Linked DNA regions of Mus musculus: region 2 is linked to region 1. Evidence: chromatin contacts called from public HiChIP or PLAC-seq data. All regions are on one chromosome and are shown on one strand. Each heading gives the region's core, a stretch centred on a gene start, on an enhancer-like site or on the middle of the called end of the contact. The rest is flanking DNA. Distances are from core to core; before and after follow the strand shown.

What was found. HiChIP or PLAC-seq counts read pairs in DNA pulled down with a chosen protein or histone mark.
Region 2: a contact with region 1 is called in an H3K27ac HiChIP or PLAC-seq map of acute myeloid leukemia, with 3 times the contacts expected there. The contact joins two enhancer-like sites. A contact is called at or near these places in 3 of 484 Hi-C or Micro-C datasets (B cells, the C10 cell line and bone marrow-derived macrophages) and 4 of 115 datasets of contacts at active chromatin or transcription factors (acute myeloid leukemia, bone marrow-derived macrophages, embryonic stem cells and 1 more).

Annotation. Positions count from the first base shown.
Region 1 is chr9:61,240,140-61,244,715 of GRCm38.p6, forward strand. No RefSeq gene overlaps it. Among named protein-coding and RNA genes, the nearest start is that of Gm51682, 15 kb to the right of the region's middle. Within about 2 kb of position 2,237, at least 38 of the 459 cell types and tissues checked have an H3K27ac peak or open chromatin away from gene starts, as enhancers often do. A contact at or near this core is called in B cells, acute myeloid leukemia and bone marrow-derived macrophages, where this site is marked.
Region 2 is chr9:61,700,635-61,705,210 of GRCm38.p6, forward strand. No RefSeq gene overlaps it. Among named protein-coding and RNA genes, the nearest start is that of Gm34770, 42 kb to the left of the region's middle. Within about 2 kb of position 2,192, at least 144 of the 459 cell types and tissues checked have an H3K27ac peak or open chromatin away from gene starts, as enhancers often do. A contact at or near this core is called in B cells, acute myeloid leukemia and bone marrow-derived macrophages, where this site is marked.

The DNA.
Region 1 (4,576 bases), core at 987-3,486:
CCAGCAGTCGGGGTCCCAGATGTAGTTAGACTGGTCTTCCTCTCTCTGAGACAGCATCCTCTCTCCCTCCCCTGGGTCCCTACCTTATAACTCACTGCTCTCATCCCCACATTCAATTAAATTCCACCACCCCTGGCAAAACTTAGCTTATGTTAAGGTCCAAGAAACAGACACCAAGAGAGGCTGGAAGGAGACGTCGAAGCTTCTCTTCAACTAAGACTCACAACCAGCTCAATTCCACATAGCCCAGAAGTTTCTGGTAGCTGGCTCTCAAACAATAAAACTATATATTCTGGATATATTTCCAGAAATAGAGCCTAGCCCCCTCACGGTATGTTGTGTGTGAGGGGGAGAGGGAGGGGGGATACTCAGTAACTTCCAAGCACACACGATGGGGTGGGTCCCCAGCTATGCACAGCCACAGCATGGACTAAGTGGCATCCCCAGGAACCCTCACTCACTCCAGGAGGGTCCATCATCCTAGCTTACAAAAGGGAATTTAAGAACTAACAAAGCCAGAGAAGGGAAGCCAGCTTGGAGGCAGCTTAAAGGAGAATCCTCTGCAGCCTCTGCAGCCTCTGCAGCCTCTGCAGCCTCTGCAGCCTCTGAGGCCCGCCCCTGTGATATCAAAGACAACAACCGGGTCAGTCCCCATGGTGACGCAAGAGACTAAGTCTCTTGCTTTAACCATCAGTTCATGAGTCCCCAGAGCCCCACAACAGTGCTGAGGGACACATTGGCACATGACCTGCTCAGTGACACAGTAGCCAGACCCCTTCTTTCCACCCCACAATAAGCAACGACACTGAGGACAAAGAGGGCAACAGACTTGCACTGGCAAATAAATAACCTATTAGGGGCAGGCGAGACCAGGAAGAGATCCTGCCTCAAATAACAGGCGGGTAGTGTTCATGGGGAATGACACTCAAGGTTTCCCTCTGTCCTACACATACATATATGTCCGTCTGCAAACGATACATATGCACTCACACCCACAGAGCATACACAATCCTGGTAGTTATTATTACTGTTTACATAGAACACGTGAGCCCTTTAAATGGTCCCCCTCCCAGAAAGCTGTGTGTTTTCTGAGCACTAGAGATAGCAGCAGGGTCTCTAGGTGAGGGCAAGGTGACTGTCCCCCCCCCCCCCACTCTAAGTGGCTCAGGAACAAACAGGAGCTAGGAGAAGCCTGCTGCCCCCACCCCCACCCCCACACTGTGGTATGAATCCATTTGGCCATCTTTTAAGATGAGGCCTAAGCAAGCTCAAGGCCAAAGCTGTCATGGTCTTGGATCTTGGGAGCAATGGGCAGCTCCTTTAGGCCCAGTGAAACGCCTGGTTTGCAATTGAATTGGCAGTGACTAACACGGCATAACAGCTACAGTAAAACAGATCATGGGAAATGTAATGGCCCATGGTCAGCAATCACTGAATTATTTATGTCATTCTTTCTTCTTCAGAGCTCTCTCCCTCTCATTCTTCCCCCAGCACTGCAGCCCTCGTCTGGCCGTCTGCAGACTGCTGAATAACAGAAGCACAAAGAGACCACCGAGACCCAAGAGCACAGAGACTGGAGGTTTCTGAGTAGCCATGGTGGAGGGGGTAGAGGTGGGGCTGATGGCTTCATTTTCTCGGCTGCCAAATTAAGGGCTCTCTCCGCTGAACTGACAACAACTTAAGCTTGCGTTGCTTTTCTGGTTCATTGAGGATCTCCACGTTCTTACGCCTGTCAGGTAAGAATGATGTGACCCTCCTTCCCAGGTTCCAGCAAATACACTGGGAGTTAAATTGTAAATAGCTGGAGCCAGAGCCAAAGCCAAAGCCAACAAAACAAAACAAAACACCCCACATGCATACACATGAGAACAACTTGCATTTCTGTAGTGTGGCCCTTCCCAGCATCCCTGACAGCATCAGGGAGAAAATGGAGGATACCACAGAGAAACGGGACTCGGTCTGTCCTGCAGTATACATTTTTGTCATGCACATGTCTCAGATGCAGCTGATACCCAGGAGTGTGGTTTTCCAAACCATAGGTCCTGCTGGCTGATAGACGAGTTTCCCACACACTACTTGGAATGGCTATGCAATGGTAGCCAGACCCAGAGATGCCCCAGGACTGGAAGTCATTCCCACACATCTCTGTGTCTCCTCAGGGACAGTTGCATTGTCTTGGCTCCTTACACAGTGCTCAGTCGCTGCAACTTTGACCCTCATTTCATAATTCAGAAACCTAAATCCCCCTCACACTTCCTCTTAGTAAGTTGCTTTCACTTCCTTTTCTTAAAAAAGCAATTTCATATACTTACCATAATTTTATTACTTATTAGAAATTTTAACATGTCCTTAAATACCAACATCATTATTATTGTTATATTACTACTATTGTTCTTTTTTTTTTAATTAATTAGCGACTTTAATTTTACGTGTATGCGTGCCTGAGCACGTGCACATTCATTGCTTGTCTGCAGGTGTCCACTGAGGCAGGAATAGGGCAATAGATGTCCTGGTTAAGGGCGACTGACTGTGAGGCTCTGGTGTTGGGGGCTGGGAATCAAATCCGAGCCTTGGAGAGAACAACAGCAAATACTCTTAACCACTGAGCCCTCTCACCAGCCCTTAATGTTTGCTTTTGTTAGTAGTCACTCTAACTGTAACGCTGTATGAATCCCTGGTTCTGTATCTCCATTACACACACACACACACACACACACACACACACACACACTTGCAATCCTCCCCTATCAGCTTCCCAAGTGCTATGACTTTAGGCATGTGCCACCATGCCTGGCTAGATCTATTACTCTATTATTATCTATAAATATGAAGTTTAGATGAATTTAAAGATTTGGGAGAGTTTATAGACCAATTGATTAAATAAATAAATAAATAAATAAATAAATAAATAAATAAATAAATAACCAGCCCCCGAAAATGAATGAAGAAAGGGTTTTATCGCCATAAAAACAAAAGCAGCTCAGAATGGCAGGCAAAAGGAACAAGAAGGTGATAAAAGGTTTTTAGAAAACTGGGACTATTGACACACACCTTGAATCCCAGCACTCAAAAGTCAGAGGCAGGTTGATCTCTGAGTTCCAGGCCAGCCAGGTCTACAGAGTTTCAGACAGCCAGGGCTACACAGAGAAACCCTGTCTTGAGAAAAAGAAAAGAAAAAAAAAAATTGAGAGAGTTTTTTTTTTTTAGAAATTAAATTTTTGTTGGCTAAAATGAAAAGCATCATAAAAGACCTGGAAGGGAAGGAAGGATCAGTCAAGTCGACGGGGTAGCTCAGAACACACATTAAATGTTGACGTGGTCTCCTGAAAGGGGGAAGACAAAAAAAAAAAAAAAAAAAAAAAAGATGAAGTAAATCTCAGAAATCCAGCGCCCAACTGACTGAGTACTGGCTGGGAAACCGAAGCCTTTGAAGAGGACTCATCACACAATAAAGAAATTTCCCCTGTGCTGAAGACAGGGAGGGATTTTCCAGTTAAAGGTGACTACCGTATTATCAAACTCTTTTGGTTTCATCTGACAGAAACCCAACTGCAAGGGTTCAAAGAAAGAAAGTAATACATTGGTTAATCCAGCTTTGGTTCAGAGACCAACCGTGGAAATCCCCTTTCCCTCCCTCTTCCCTTCCCTCCCTCCCTCTACACCTCCCTTCCTCCATCCCTCCCTCCCTCCCTTCCTCCCCCCTCTCTCTACACCTCCTTCCCTCCCTCCTTCCCTCCCTCCAACCCACCCTCCAGCCCTCCCTCCGTTCCACTCTTTCTGCCTCCTCTCCCTCTTTTCCTCTTCCCCTCTTCTCTCTCTCCACTCCTTCCCTCTCTCGCCCTAACTAGCCTGTCCTATCTCTCCAGGTTGGCTCCCCAGGCAGGCTCTCTGTTATGGTGGCTAAGAGTCTCTACCACTTCCAACTTCACCTCATCCTTGTACCTAGACTCCTCTGACTCCAGAAGAGGAAGAATATAGTCTTGTTTCTCGGCACTATGATCACTGCTCAAAGACGTTCTCTAATTGGCTTTGTTCTGGTCAGTGTTTCCCTCTCTGCACCTTCTCAGGCTGGAGAGATACAGCATTCAGATGGCTACCCTGGGGCAGGGAGAGAGAAAGGACTCCTTAACACCACAATGAGTGTGCTAGGGAAAGTTCCCCCAGTTCCCAAGGGAAAGGAAGGCAAGCTAAGGCAAAAAGCAATAGCTGCCTCCAGTTTTCTCTGAATTGAACAGGTGTAAAGCAAAGAAGACACACACTTAATGGACCAGGAAGATTCTTGGACTCTACCAAGCAGCGGGAAGTCTTAAAACTTCTCAAGGAAAAAAAATAAGGTAGCTAAAAAGAAAGCACAATCAAAGTAGCCTTTGGGACCTGGGGAGATGGCTCTGTCAGAAAGGTGCTGACTGGGCAAATGTTTGACCCTTAAAACCCACATTTAGAAAGCCGTGCATGACGATGTGTGCCTGTAATCCTAGCCCTGGAGAGAAGGAGATATGAGGATCATTGGGACTTACTGGTCAGCCACTCCAGCAAATCCGCAAACGCAGAGTTCATGAGAAATTCTCTTTTCAAA
Region 2 (4,576 bases), core at 942-3,441, 460 kb after region 1:
CTCTCCAGAGCCAGGGAGACTTGTGCTGGGAAAGGTGGCCTGGCCTCACACAGTGTACCACACAGTGGCCTCAGCTTCGTCTAGTCTTCCTCTCAGCTTCCCGCTGCCTAGGACACAAAGGCCAGCCCAGCATCCAAGGCCACCAGCAACCTCTGCCAGGCTCATCACTCCTGCATTTCCTATCAGTCGGACCAGATCTGCTCCCTTCCCCCTCAGCCTGACCAACTTTCCCTCAGCTCTCTGCTTGCTCAAATCTCTGAACTTTCCAGGCTGAAGGAGGGGCTCCTCACCCAGCCTATCAGATCTCCTCTCCTCACACTTTGGGTGTGAATTGGTGGCGAGCTACCCACTCACTCTCTTTCCTTCCTCCCTGTTTCCCCTCAGCCCTTCTATCTTACAGTCCCATCTTTCTTTCCCTCATTTCTCCATCCCTCCTTTCTCTTCTACCTCTGTTCTTGTCTTCCTTCCTCCCTCTCTTCCTTAGACTTGGTTTCTATGACTTTCAGGTCGCTTGTTCCTAATTTAGAGAAAACAAAACTGAGGCTCCGAGAGGTTGACAGTGATCCCAAATCACAGATCTAGGACATGTGAGTACCTGGGTGAAGAGCTAGAATTGTCTTCTTCAAGCTCTACCACCCCCACCCATCTTCTGTTCCATTCAATAATCAAGGCCAGCTCCCGACATTGCCGTGCGTTCATGTTAAACATTCATGTGCTCTCCTCAAAACGGCACACAATCTGAGTTTGATCCCCAGAAGCCATGACAAAGCCAGGCTTAGCAGCATATTCTTGCCATCCAGGCACTAAGGAAGTCTATATAGGAGCTCCCTAAGGCTTGAGTTTGGCCAGCCCAGCTGAATCAGTGAGCTGCAGGTTCAGGGAGAGACTCTGTCTAAAGCTAAAGCGGGAAGGCTGGGAAGATGACTCGGTGGTTCAGAGCGCTTTCTGCTCTCCCAAAGGACCTGCGATTATTCCCCAGCACCCATGTTAAGTGGCTCACAACTGCCTATTCCTGAGCTCCAACACTCTTCTGGTCTCTTCAGCCACATGCATGTACATGGTACAAATACAAACACTCAGGCACACACACACACACATACACATAAAAAAATACATCTAAAAAAATAAGGGGACTGTAGAGATGGCTCAGTGGTTAGTTAAGAGCACTGATTGTTCTTCCAGAGGTCCTGAGTTCAATTCCCAGCAACCACATGGTGCCTCACAACCATCTGTAATGGGGTCTGATGCCCTCTTCTGGTGTGTCTGAAGACAGCTACAGTGTACTCATATACATAAAATAAATAAAAAATAAATAAAAATAAGGGGGAGGGCAAAAGAAGACATTTGCCATCTTCCTCTTGCCTGCACACACACACACACACACACACACACACACACACCTGTACTCACATGCGCACACACACAAACACATACACATATATACAAAACCATAGAGAAACTGATAAAAAGAGGAAAATTTTTTTCTAAATTCTAAAAGGACCCTGAGAAAATCTGACCTCAAGAAAAAAAAAATACTCAGTTTCAAAAGCCCTCGTTGTTAAGGAAGGAAAACTAAGAATAAAAATGTTGAATGTACATCATTGAATTAGTGAAACAGGCAAACGGAAAACGACAAAATGGGAATTCATCGATTGCTAAAATTAATACCAGTAAACGAGAGAAGGGGGTGGGGAATAAGTATTTAAGTGAAGTCTGTGAAACCGGAAGTGGTCAGAGGCCCCGTGGTAGTGGAATGGAGAAGGCCTCGGTTTCCTTGCATGGGTGTTTATCTTCCACTAGGCTTCGTGGGTCACATGAGGTGCTGTAGGCTGAGTCTACTGAGCCCCAGAGTGTATCCCTTCCGCTAGGCTCCGTGGGTCACGAGCGGTGCTCCAGGCCAAGCCTACTGAGCCCCTGCGCAGTGGTTTCCTCTCATTGACCACAGAGCCTCTAAATTGCAGGGGATCTCCGTGTGGAGTCCTGGGATTTCTTTGCCCAGCCAAGACTCCTTGGCCTGGCAGTGTAGCTTCTCCTTTTAGAAGTGAAGCTTCACCATCTGGGCTTATTAAGCAAACAAGTCGGTTCTGTCCTTTTCAGCAAGGAAAACCGCTCTGGTTTTGTTTTCTCCCTGTTGCCAGGAGTCAAGAGGAAGTCTGCGGTTAGACGTCTTTGGGTAGAGACGTACACATACCCAGCAGCTATTAACGAGCGCCTGGGACTCAGCTCGCAGCCCCAGCCAGTGGGGTTAAGGAAACTGAACAGGATGGAGGAGATAACCCAGGGAACACGATCCTCTCTCAGCTCAGGCATGCAAACCTGTAGCATGGCGGCTCTGTCCTCTACTCCTTGGTGCGTCCCGACTCCCATTCTTTATTCTCCACACGCGAGACTTTCGCTCCCAGCAGAAGCTGAGTGTCAAAGAACCCTTCAGAATGGTCCCCATCTTAGGACAAGAGTGTAGTCGCCTTCCCACATCCTCCCAGGCCTCTCTTTTTATCCCATCAAAACTCTAGATTTGTTGGAGGTAATGGTGTGTCCAGTCAAACAAAAACAAAAACAAAAAACAAACAAACAAACAAAAAACCCACTCCCTTGTCCAGCCTCTTTGTATCACAGGGTGAACATCTGATTACAGCCATTGCATAGTTACGGGGATTTTTCATTCCCCACACAAGTTCCCACTCTTGGATGGAAAGCTGGACAGGATGGCACTTGTGTTGGGTTTATAGGCAGCTTGTATGCATGTGGACCAGGCACAGAGCCGCGGAGGGGAGCATGGCATGCAAAAAAAAATCACGGCTCCCTACCCCTTATTATCACTAAGACGTTAGTAAACAGGATCAAGCCGGTGGAGCTGGTTGCTATATGGCGTGCAGCCAAATTCATTCCTAATTGGAACAAGAGCCTTCTCCTTCTTGGCTTTTTCCAGACACTCGCATCTTAGCCCCTTGCTGGGTCTTTTCGTTTTGAATCTGAAGAGTTCGCCTCAAACTCATGCACATTCGAACACTTGTTCCCTGTTCGTCAGCAAAGTTTTAGAAATCCAGGAGATCTGGCTGGCCAGTGTGGGTCACCAAGGGAAGGACTTTGAAGGTTACAACCTAGTCTCTTCCAGACCACTCCCCCACCTGGTCTGCCACCCTGTGAATAGTCACTGTCACATTCCTGCCTGTGGGTGAGCAGCTCTGCTAACCCTGTCCTGCTAGGATGGCCTAAAACCACGAGCCAAAATAAATTCCCTCTCCTGTCAGGTGTTTCTGTCAGTTAGTCTGTCTGCATTATAACACACACACACACACACACACACACACACACACACACACACACACTAAAACAGCTCCAGCCTCCACAGAAGTTCACAGATCAGCTCAGAAACGTCCTTTCTATTTCCAAAAGGGGAACCTGACAGAATCAGCACTGGAACCCCAAGGCTCAGTTCTCCCACAAAACACCTCCTTGCTAGGGCTGGAGAGGTGGCTCAGCAGTTAAGAGCAATTGCTGTTTTTGCACAGGACAAGAATCAGATTCCCAACACCCACAGGGCAGCTCAAACCCACCTGTAACTTTGATTCTAGATCTCTGCCTTCTCCTGGCCTCGGTGGACACTGCACATGCATGGTGGACTTACATGCAGGCACATACACATAAAATAAAAATATATACTTTCAGTGGCTGCTAATCTCTTTAGTGACCCCAGCCTTAGTTGCATATGCAGAAAGTGGAAATTCCTTAGGACCCCAGCAGTGTGCCCCAGCTTCTAATACCAAGGATAAATCAGGTCTTGTTTGTTTGTTTGTTTGTTTGTTTGTTTAGGATTTCTCTGTGTAGTCCTGGCTGTCCTGGAATTCACTCTGTAGACCAAGTTGGCCTTAAACTCAGAAATTCGCCTGCCTCTGCCTCCCAAGTGCTGAGATTTAAGGAGTGCACCACCATGCCAGGCTGTTTGTTTATTCTTACGTAGAGTCTTACCATGTAGCCCAGACTGACCTGGAGCTCTCTAGACATCTCAAACCATCCTTAAAACTATGATCCTCCTGCTTCAGCCTTCCAAATGTGGAGATTGCAAGCATGCCCCACCACACCTGCCTTCTGTCTTTTATTCTAAAGTCTGAGACTGGAGATTAGGGTTCAAGTCTTAGACTGGCCCCTTGCTAGCTTCGTGGTCTTGGAGAAATCTCTGCAGAGCATCTTCACGTCCATCAAGTAGGCAGGCAGTTCTTCCCCAGGCCAGGTTGAGCTGTGAGCCATCTGAAGATCTCTGGTACAACTATAGTAAGTGTGAGGGTGATTGTCTCTGGATGCTCAGATGTCAGGAGATTGCTCCATACGTGATAAAGCACTGGATGCCTTTCTTATGAGGCGGTTACTGTGATGGCTCTGACCTGTCTCAAGACTTGTGACCCCTTCGAGCACAGCCCTCTTCGTGGTTGACGTGTAAATTGCCAGTATGCTTTCTGAATACTCACCACTTTTTGCCAGCCTCTCAAGAGCCAGGAATGTCCATCTCACGAGACTGCCTTTCAGAAAGATCATTGCAGTGTGGCCATTTTTATTTGCTCATTGAATCAAGAGATCT